Regions from separate parts of the Zea mays genome. Here region 1 is linked to region 2. The links are chromatin contacts, called in public Hi-C maps. All regions are on one chromosome and are shown on one strand. The core of a region is the stretch at or near the end of the contact, and the rest is flanking DNA. Distances in the headings are between cores, read along the strand shown. Region 1 has its middle 73 kb from the start of LOC542688. Region 2 has its middle 89 kb from the start of LOC542688.

What was found. A called contact is a pair of places that touch in the nucleus more often than the background predicts.
Region 1: a Hi-C map of leaf shows a contact between it and region 2, with 2.0 times the contacts expected there. The contact joins two enhancer-like sites. A contact is called at or near these places in 3 of 25 Hi-C or Micro-C datasets (endosperm and leaf).

The regions. Positions count from the first base shown.
Region 1 is chr10:56,639,094-56,643,934 of Zm-B73-REFERENCE-NAM-5.0, forward strand. No RefSeq gene overlaps it. Among protein-coding and RNA genes, the nearest start is that of LOC542688, 73 kb to the left of the region's middle. Within about 2 kb of position 1,943, at least 17 of the 20 cell types and tissues checked have an H3K27ac peak or open chromatin away from gene starts, as enhancers often do. A contact at or near this core is called in leaf, where this site is marked.
Region 2 is chr10:56,476,805-56,481,608 of Zm-B73-REFERENCE-NAM-5.0, forward strand. No RefSeq gene overlaps it. Among protein-coding and RNA genes, the nearest start is that of LOC542688, 89 kb to the right of the region's middle. Within about 2 kb of position 2,782, at least 19 of the 20 cell types and tissues checked have an H3K27ac peak or open chromatin away from gene starts, as enhancers often do. A contact at or near this core is called in leaf, where this site is marked.

The DNA of each region.
Region 1 (4,841 bases), core at 693-3,192, 160 kb after region 2:
CCATCGTAGCATCATCGACCCGAGAACCTCCCTATACCGTAGGTCCTCTACTGCCCTTGCCCCTTTTGGGTATGGTAGTCCTCCACTAGCTTTCCTACTTAGTCAGCCAAGGGCGTCCCATACCACCCTAGTGGTAGCACTGTTTTCCCGGGTGGTCGCTTCATGTTCCAATTAACACAATGATCTTGTCATGAACAATAATAAACCAGCAACTATAGTGAAACTTAATCATAGATCAATATTTTATTAATCCCAAAGCCAGGTAGGGCAATAGCAATACTACCCAATAGTTCATTTGTTTGCAAGTTGTAGGATAAACAATACTAGGGAAACCTATTAGGTCCCATCAAATTAACCTGAGCATGTCACAGTGATTAACAGGAACATTATTAGGTAAAGAAGAGTTGTCAAGGGCACAACTTGCCTTAGACTTGAGATTCCAGGTACTTCACCAAATTGGTCTTCGGTTGACTCGTGACCTCACTGCTACTCATAGCAATACATACAGATAGACAAATAGTACATAAACAAAATAGTACACGAAACATGAGAACAAACAATGTATGAATATTCTACGCGCTGCTACGAGGTCGTAGGTTCGAGAACCACTAAAATTGGAGCCACGGTTGAAAGGATATGGTTTTTTTCTGAAGTTTTAGGTGATTAAATATGAAAACCATGCCTCTCTGTTGCTTAATATAAATCATGTGATAAAATATAACTAAGTTTATTCCACTTTTAATCTAGGCCAAATCATATTTTAGCCCAATTATAGATGATCCAATTTAAAATACTATACCAACTTGGATTAAACAAGTTAATCCAATAAGCATAGGTTAAACGAATTAGTTATTTATTTTTGAGCACATGGTGCATTCTAAAATAATGTTACAAAAGCGTAGGTAATATTATTACGAAGCTAATGCAACTTGAATGTACTAAAACGAAGTTTAAATGATAAAGTTATAAATTAAACAAGTTGTGGGGCTATTTTTATACTAAAATAAGGCTCCTGAGGACTCAAATGTAAATTTCAGAGACCCTGAAGAAATACCTACGCGTTATGGTTGGATAGCGGGTTAATTTCAAGAAACCCGAGGGTCTCATCCATAAAGTGACAAAGCCGAAGGGGTATTGGTGTGTCATGGTCGTTGAATCCAAAATCGAGGGCCCGGATTAGATTTATATTTATGTGAACATGTACATGATATGGACCGTTAGATCTCAATCTAATGCTCCAAATTTAAAACATCGTGACCTTCTCTCGACCCTACATCTACCGATCTACGACTGTGATTCAATCACGATAGGGTACATGACGTCCTTTAATCTGGATCGTTCAACGATGAATCAACGGACACACCCGTGTCGACGGAGGAAAGTGGCTGGGTGGCCGATTTCCAAATCCGACGAGAAATCGCAATTCCATCAGGGCCTCCCGCGGACTAGCAACCCTCCCAACGTGAGCTCTAGATAGGGGCGAACCTCCGAGACCCGTCAGCAAAGGCCCGACGTAGGTGTCTGCCCAAGTCCGCGGCACAATGCGGCTCCGCGACAGGGACAGAGCCTAGCGAGCGATTGGTGCAGCGCCGAGCACCAACCTCTCATGCCATCACCCCAATCACAATCTAGAATCCCAGGCGGCCTTTTCTGCCCTTTTTCCAAGACCTCGCTGTCGGTGCCTGACTGATTTCACATGGAGGCAATCCTCTCCCTTTCTTCTCGATTCACTCAGGATGAAGCCCTTGGTGATTTTCTGGAGATGGGCAGAGGCGGTGACCGTATATAAAGCCAGAGATAGAGGTTGCGCGGGGAGCGGTTGACTGCCCCCGGCGAGAATCTCAACCGGATTCTGTTGTCGTCGCGCGCGGAGCTCGTACACGGAGTCATGACGCGAAGGAGATTGGTATGACTGTCGGCCCCACGAGTCAGCGAGAGGGATTTAGCTCTACGCAAAAGGTCCACACACCAGTGGCTGCGCGCGCAGTCAGGCCGCTGAGTGAGAGGGCCCTCGTGTCGGCACCCGTTGTTTGATGCCGGCTGACATCGTGAAGTGGGCCGGCGGGAGAGGTTTTAGACTGGGCTAGATGTGAGGAATTCGGCCCATGAGCAGGTTTGTCTTTTTTTTCTTTTTATATTTTACATTTCCTGGTTTTAGTTTAATTCTAAGAGTTCAAATTCAGATTTAAATTCAAACAAGTTCCAAATGCACAATCGAAACTCCAATATGAATGCATCAATATTTTATTAATCCATTTATTTATTATCCTATTAAAGCAAATGCTTCTAGCTATGCAATTCACGCATAAATAGTTTATTTTGAAGAAATAATATTTCTATTGTATTGTTCCTATAAAGATATGATTTAACTTAATCCCTTTTAAAAGGTTCTTATAAATCAATAAATATATAGTATATGTATATTTAAAAGAAAGATTAACTAAAATCATGCATGCATACTTTTGTGGGTCTTTATTAAAAATTCTTTTTTGCTTTGGGAGATATAGCTTCAAAATATTATTAATAGACTCTTTGATTGTCTTATTCATTGATTTTTTTAAATCCTGAAGTATAATTTCAGGTGTTACACTTGTCAAACTACTAATACATTTGATGTACTGATCTATGACATGTGCCTTTTTGTGTGAGACCAATGTTTTTGTGGATAGGGATGTCGATTATATGTGGTTTGATATATTTTGTGACATGGATTGAAAATATACATGTGATTGTCGGCTATCGTGTCGTTGATATATATGTGCATGTCAGGCATCGTGCTGTTAGTTTTATTTGAAGGTTTTGGAAACCTCACCGTGCAGGGGAGGTGCCTGCGAATTTTTGTGTTGACAGTCTTGTGTTTCTTTTTTTGCAGAGGTCTTCCTAGTTGTTGCGGGTTTGCATGCACCGTGTCTCGTCGTCACCGCACCAACCCGCCATAACCCCGCTAGCCTGACTCCACCGCCACCCTAGGTATAACCTCTATTTTTGTGTCATGATCGTAGATCACGTAACTGAGAGCACCTAGTGGGGGGCGAATAGGTGATCCAACGAAATGACTTAAAACAACATAAACTTGGTTAAAAATAAACTTAGAGTAAACCAAAACCAAGTTTGAGAGAAGAGATGAGAGAAAAAGTCCTCTTCGCTTGATTGCTCTTCCAAGATATGAATTATACTAAGAGAAATATCAGAAGTGAAATAGAGAACTTGGGAAGAAAGAAAATCGCAATAAAGGAAAAGGACAAGAGAGACTGCGATTTTTATCTCGTGATTCGGCCAAGCCTACATCCACATTGGGATGTCCTTCTTTGGACAATGGTAGCATTCAACCCCTATCAAGTGATCACATAGATCAAACTTGAGTGTCACGGTTCTTCCTTCACAAGTATTCCCGTTCACCATTAATCATCACAACTTGGAGTCTCTTGTAGCCATACAAAAGATAGAAGTTACAACTTAGAGTAAGGTAGGGAGAGAAAGTACAGATACAAGAGCAAATCGGAGCAACACACACAGGAGAGAAGATCATGAGTGCACACATTCACCAAGACAAGAGAACAGTTCAAAAATATCACTCGGATCTCACTAAATCACTAGAACGCTTTGTTGTAGAGAGTCGGAGTGTTGGTGCGCTCTTGGAGTACTTGGGTGTAGAATGGAGGCGCCTAGAGGCTCTATTTATAGCCCTAAGAGGCCTAGAGGCCCTTGCCTCATTCCTTAAAAATTGTAGATCTGGGCAGTTGTAAAGCCTAAAATTGGTAGAAAAAATATATAATAAAATAAAAATACCTATGATATTGTTTCTAGAATTTTTTTAAAAACCTTTGGAATTAGTAGGACATTCCTTCTTCATAATCAATTAAAGATATTAAAATAGTCATATGAAAGAGGGGGCATCTCATACTTATGAATTTGTGGTGATGCATTTTATTTGAATAAAGAAATCATAACTTAAATTGACCTCAAATTATAAAGGAAAAGATAAAAACAGAAAATGAGAAAGGAAATTTTATTGAAGTCGTTAGTCCTTTCATAAATAAATAATAGGGAAAAGAATAAATAATAATATTATAAATAGTAGAATCTATATTCACATTTGATTTATATTTGAGAATGGGAATTTGAAATTCAAAACAGAAAGTTGAAACATGTTTGAATTTGGAATAGGAATTTGAAAATTTGCAAGAAATAAAAAAGGAAAAGAGAAAGAAGAAAAACCTCTGTTGGGCTAGTTTTCCTCTCTCCGGCTCAATACCATCTCTACTTCCGCACAGCCCAATTATGGGTTTTGGCACTGACGTGCGGGCCCCACGTCATAGCCCACACCTCCTGTCCACGTCCTGGCCGTGTTGCGCCGACATGTGGGCCGCGATCGTCAGTCACGCGCTTGTCACTTTCATGTGGGCGCCGCCGCACATCTAGCCGCTCTCGTTTGTGGTCCAGTCACTAGCGTGTGGCCCCACCTCGAGGCCGCTCCCGCATTTGCACTAACAGCATGGGCCCGCGGATCTGCGGCTCGCTATCACCGCGCGCACCCTCGCATCCCTCTGCCGCGTGGGCCCCTTGCTCTATTGCTCTTCTCCGTGGGATGCGAAGCTGCTCCACACCGAATGCTATAGAATTGGCTCGGTGACCGAAGGCCGCCTGGGCCGCGTACCCGTCCGCCTATAAAACCTACCGGTCATCTAGGGACCGTCCTCATCGACCCAGACGCCGTTGGGTGTAGAAATTTGCACCACTGGGTGAAGAAGCAGACCGCCTAGCGCTGTCGCAGTAGTGCTTCGCATGCAATGCTGTTCTAGTTAGGGTGGGCGACATTGGTGCTTCGTTGTTAAAGGTGT
Region 2 (4,804 bases), core at 1,532-4,031:
CCAGGGCCGAGGGCGGAGGTATCGCTGCGGTAGCAGCAGCACCCTTCACGGTAGTACGTAGTGCCTTCGCCTCATGTCGAGGGTCCACTAGCCGCAACAGAGCTTTCCGTTTCTTTCGCGAAGACTTTTGGTGGTCCTTGTCCATCATAGTTGTCACAACAACGTCAATATTCAACCCGTAAAGAAAACCTTAAAATACCGAGCTAGATAAGACATAAAATTATCCTCACCGGAAGCCACGAGAATGGGGTCTTTTCTGTGCCACTCACCTCCGATTACTTTCAACATCCGAGAAGATGCGTCCCGGAGGTCAGGCGAGGCCATGACCTCCCCTAGATCGGTGCACATCTCCGTCTGCACCTCAACAAATCTGTTTGAGGCCCCCGCCACCCTAGATGTCTTCGCTAAACCCTTCTTTTTAGCCTCAACCCTTATTTTTTTTCTCACCGCCATAGCCACGACCTTACCCTTAGAGCACCCCTCATCCACACCACCACGTTTTGCCATACCATTTCTCTTGCGATCATCATCCCCAGCATCAGTAGAGTCCTCCTGCGGATATGGGCCGTAGTGAAGACCATTCAGCTCGAACACACGATTCAGCCTAACATTCGAACCTCGTATGTCCCAACTCCTCGGCATATCTGATGTAGCTGAGGTGCCCGATCTTTCGGCGAGTAGAGATAATTCCGATTTGGCGGAAGATGACCCTTGCGATCCGACTACGACGAGCAAGCCCGAGGCGCCAATGCAATCGCTGAACCAACTCCCTGTGGTTACCGACCTTGCTGATGCGAGATCGGCCTGATCACGAAGATCGTTTCCTGTGCGCAATCGAAGAACGAACAAGAAAAAGATGCGAGCAATCTAATCTATTACTCGAGGGTGGAGTTCTGAATACACGAAGACAGCGCAGATTTGCGCGTGTTCGAGAGTAGCTAAGGCTAACGTAAAACAAAACTCAAGAAATAAAGGAGGCGCAGCTCCTGGATAAATAGAGAGGGGGCGCAGCCCCTAGGGGCGGCCAACCCTAGGTCGTCCATTATGGGCCGCAGTTGGGCTGGTCGTCTATTCTTTCGGGCCTTCGTTCTTTAACAGCATAATGTAGTTCAATTCTCTTGCACGGGCCCGAGTCACTGGCCCAGGTGGAAGGGGTGGCGCCTGGACTGGGGAAGATGGTGCCTGGGCTGGAGAAGGTGCTGCTGGTGTAGATGTGCTCGTGTTGGTGTTGATGTCCTCATCAATATCTATCTTGGTCGAATATTTTCCAACAATTTTCACTGGTTTTGCCTCCATCTCCTTGTCAAAAGATGCAGCATCTTGACCTCACAGCTCAATGATGAAGGCAGAACTCAACACCATTCGATCCTTCAAAAAGGCATCAGGTGTAGCTTCATCTCACCCACCTCCTAGCCGTGCACAAGCGACCACACTCCGTAGGCAATAAACTCCTCCACCAAGTCACGTCCGGTGCTTGCTTTGGAGGCGCGGTGAAGGGCATCTTTGTTCGCATCTTCTTTTTTCAATTTAAATTGTGGGAAGGCCATGTAGAAATGTGAGCACATGATGGACAAAGGTAGCCCTGGAACACCCTCGGTGTCCTTCAATGTCACATAAAACAAAAAATCCCACCAATTCCCCCACTTGTTCTTCGCACATGGAACGAGTTCCACAACCTCACCCAAACCAAACTGCACAATCTTGCCACTAGCAACCTTCTTCTGTTAGTGGAGGCAGTAGTTCTTAACGAAGACTTAAATCGAAGGCTCTCCGCCATATGTAGCCGCTACCCACATAAACTTCGCCAATGCCACCATGGCATTGGGTGTAAGCTGGTGAAGTTGGACCTCGAAATGCAGGCAGTCGAAGACCAGTAGTGAAAACTCTTCAAAAACCACCAACTCCCCCTCCGGCTCTGGGACCTCCTTGGCCCCCGGAGCACGCCCCACACCGTCTCTGAAATACCCTAAGCGCTGCATTTCATGCACGTGGCCCGAGTAGATCCTCAACGTGCCAAATTCCATCATGTGCCCTGGCAACAAATCCATAACCGTCACTGAATCGCTAACCATCTTCTCCGAGGACGGCGCGCTCGACGACGCAGTCACGACAGACAACGACGAGGAAGAAGACGACATTACATACCATCTACGACGGCGAGCATTCTCCTTCACACGGGCCAGTTCATCGGCGGTGAGCAACCTTCTCGGTGTGAGCGGCACGTTGTAATACCCAAGTTGTAAACGATAAGAAGTGGAATTTTTTCCTTATATATATGAGTTGCCTCTACATATGAACACATGTGAACACCACATTTAAAAGTAAATAATTAATAAATGACATACTAAATTGTGCATCATGCTGGCTTTATTTGTATGCGCATTTAATAATAATAGTAGTCACATTAATAGAAATAAATTTATATCCAAATTTGAGAGTTAATGATTAACTTGAATATTTGAAAATGAGAAATAATCAAGAAAAGAGGGGAGGAAAGAAAACATTTTATACATAAAATAAATATATAAATAAATACATAATCTTCTTGCACTAGGAGTTGAATTTGTACATTTGGCTCAATGGTGAAACTCATAGCAAAATTCAAATTCAATTTTGAAATTAAAAGAAAATAAAACAGAAAAAAGAAAAAGAGAAAAACCTACCTGGGCCACGGATCCCATTTTCGGCCCACTAACTCTTTCCCCCACGCAGCCCAACCCCACTCATGCACACGTGCCGACATCTGGGGTCCATCTGTCAGTCGCTACAGGCGTATTCTACACGCACGATCTCGCCTCCACGTGGGACCCACTCCATCAGCTCTCTTCTCCCAACTACCGCCGACTATGGCACGGTCAACTGCGGAGCTCGGGCTTCCCTCCCTTCTGTCCCGTAACCAACCCACCTAGGCTATAAGTGCGCGCGGTGTCCGGTCAGCCACTTCCCCCTTTTTCGGCAGAGACCTACCACTACCATGCCGCCGTGCGGGAGAGAGAGATTCGGTGTGGGCTCGCCATTGCCGCCAACCCCACCGTCGACAAAACCACGCATCCACTGTCGTTGTGCCATCCATATAGCTCTGAGCGCTTCGTCTCAGCTTGCCGTAGGAGTCCGCAAACTCAACATGAGGGATTATAGGCTAGGGGATCGCGAATTCTTTGTCGGAGAAGTTGCTCCGCCGTGGCCGCATCCGCCGTCGAGGCCGAGTCTATTCACGCTACTAATCTTGGTGAGATATTCCTTCCCAGTCTCTCTTTCAACTCTGCTTCGAATTGTCGTGACCAGAGGAAGGTTTCGTGCGGGGATTGGGAGGTATTGGTCTGGCTGACCATGGCACCACCGCGGGAGGGGGCTGAACTTCGGTGACCAAAGCTGGGTGGACGCGACCAGACATTGTGGGCCATCGATCTTCCTAAGGACGATCCAGATTAGACGGTAGAATAATGTTTCACCGTGACCAATGAGAACCGTCGATCTGGCGATGACTGGTTTAGATTAATAGTAGGCAACGCATTTCGCGCAGATAGATTTGGTGCGTCCAATCCCTATAGTGCGGTTGTAGTTTTGTAACGGTTCACGAGTATGTAAATCTAATCTGAGCCCTTGATTCCCGATCAGGCGGTCGCGGTCTGTGGATACCCTTTCGACCGGGCGTTTTGCTTAAGAGTCCTCGGAGTTTTTGGGAATCAACCCGCACTCCGCAGTATAGTATTATGAGTCTTAGGATTCTTATGAGGAAGCCCATGCACTTCTCTATTTTTGTGCAGCAGTCCAAACAGAGATTAAATCAGGAAATTAATTTCAGAAATGAATTTCTAAGTATAAATAACCCTAGAACTTGTTTAATTCCTAGAAAATTCATATTAAGTCCTAATTGATCCATTCCAGTTCCTATAATTTTGTAATAATATTGTTTATCACATATTGTCTCTGTTTTAACATGAAAGCTATATTAAAATTGACCTCTTAATTAATCTTGAACCAAACACATAAAATCTTCAGAAATTCATAACTCGAAATCCGTAACTCATAATTTAGTGATTCTTTTTCTTATGATCTCGTTTTAATGCGTAGATTATTAATATGTATTTTGTATAAATGTTTGGTGTGATGTTAAATTTTCCCTTGTACTATGTTTGTTTGTATTGTGGCGAGTAGAAGAGCCAGTGGCCGAGTATTCCGGTGTTCAGCAGGTAGAAGTTGCTGAGCAGGAGCTCTTTGAAGGCAAGTTGTGCCCTTGACCACTTTTATTTACCCAATAATGTTCTTTATAATCATTTATTCATGCATAGGCTTAATTTTGATGGGACCCAATAGGTCACCCTAGTCTGGTTATCTTTTCACCTTGTTTACCCCTGATTTTTTGGGTAGTCATTGCTATTTCTATACATGGTTTTAGGTATTGAGATAACTATTACACATGATTATTCTTTATTATTGTTCTATTTATGTTCATTATAAGACAACTATTTTAATTGGAACATGAAGCTTAACTTGAGAAACACGTGCCACCACAAGGGTGGAATGGGACGCCCTTGGCTGACTAACTAGGAAAGATAGTGGAGGACTACCTTACCCGATAGGGGGAAGGGCAGTAGGCGAGTAGGCATGTAGGGAGGTTCCTGGGTTGATTTTGCTGTGATGGCAGTCAGACGGGGGATTCCTGCATTGCTCTTCCTAGAAACTGTAGCGGGTTTTCTGAAGCTAGTGGAACTTTGTAAAGGCCTCGTAGTGGATTCCTAGCCATTCACCTCGATAGTGTCTAAGGGTCTAGCTAACCCTGGCGACATGGGATACACGACTT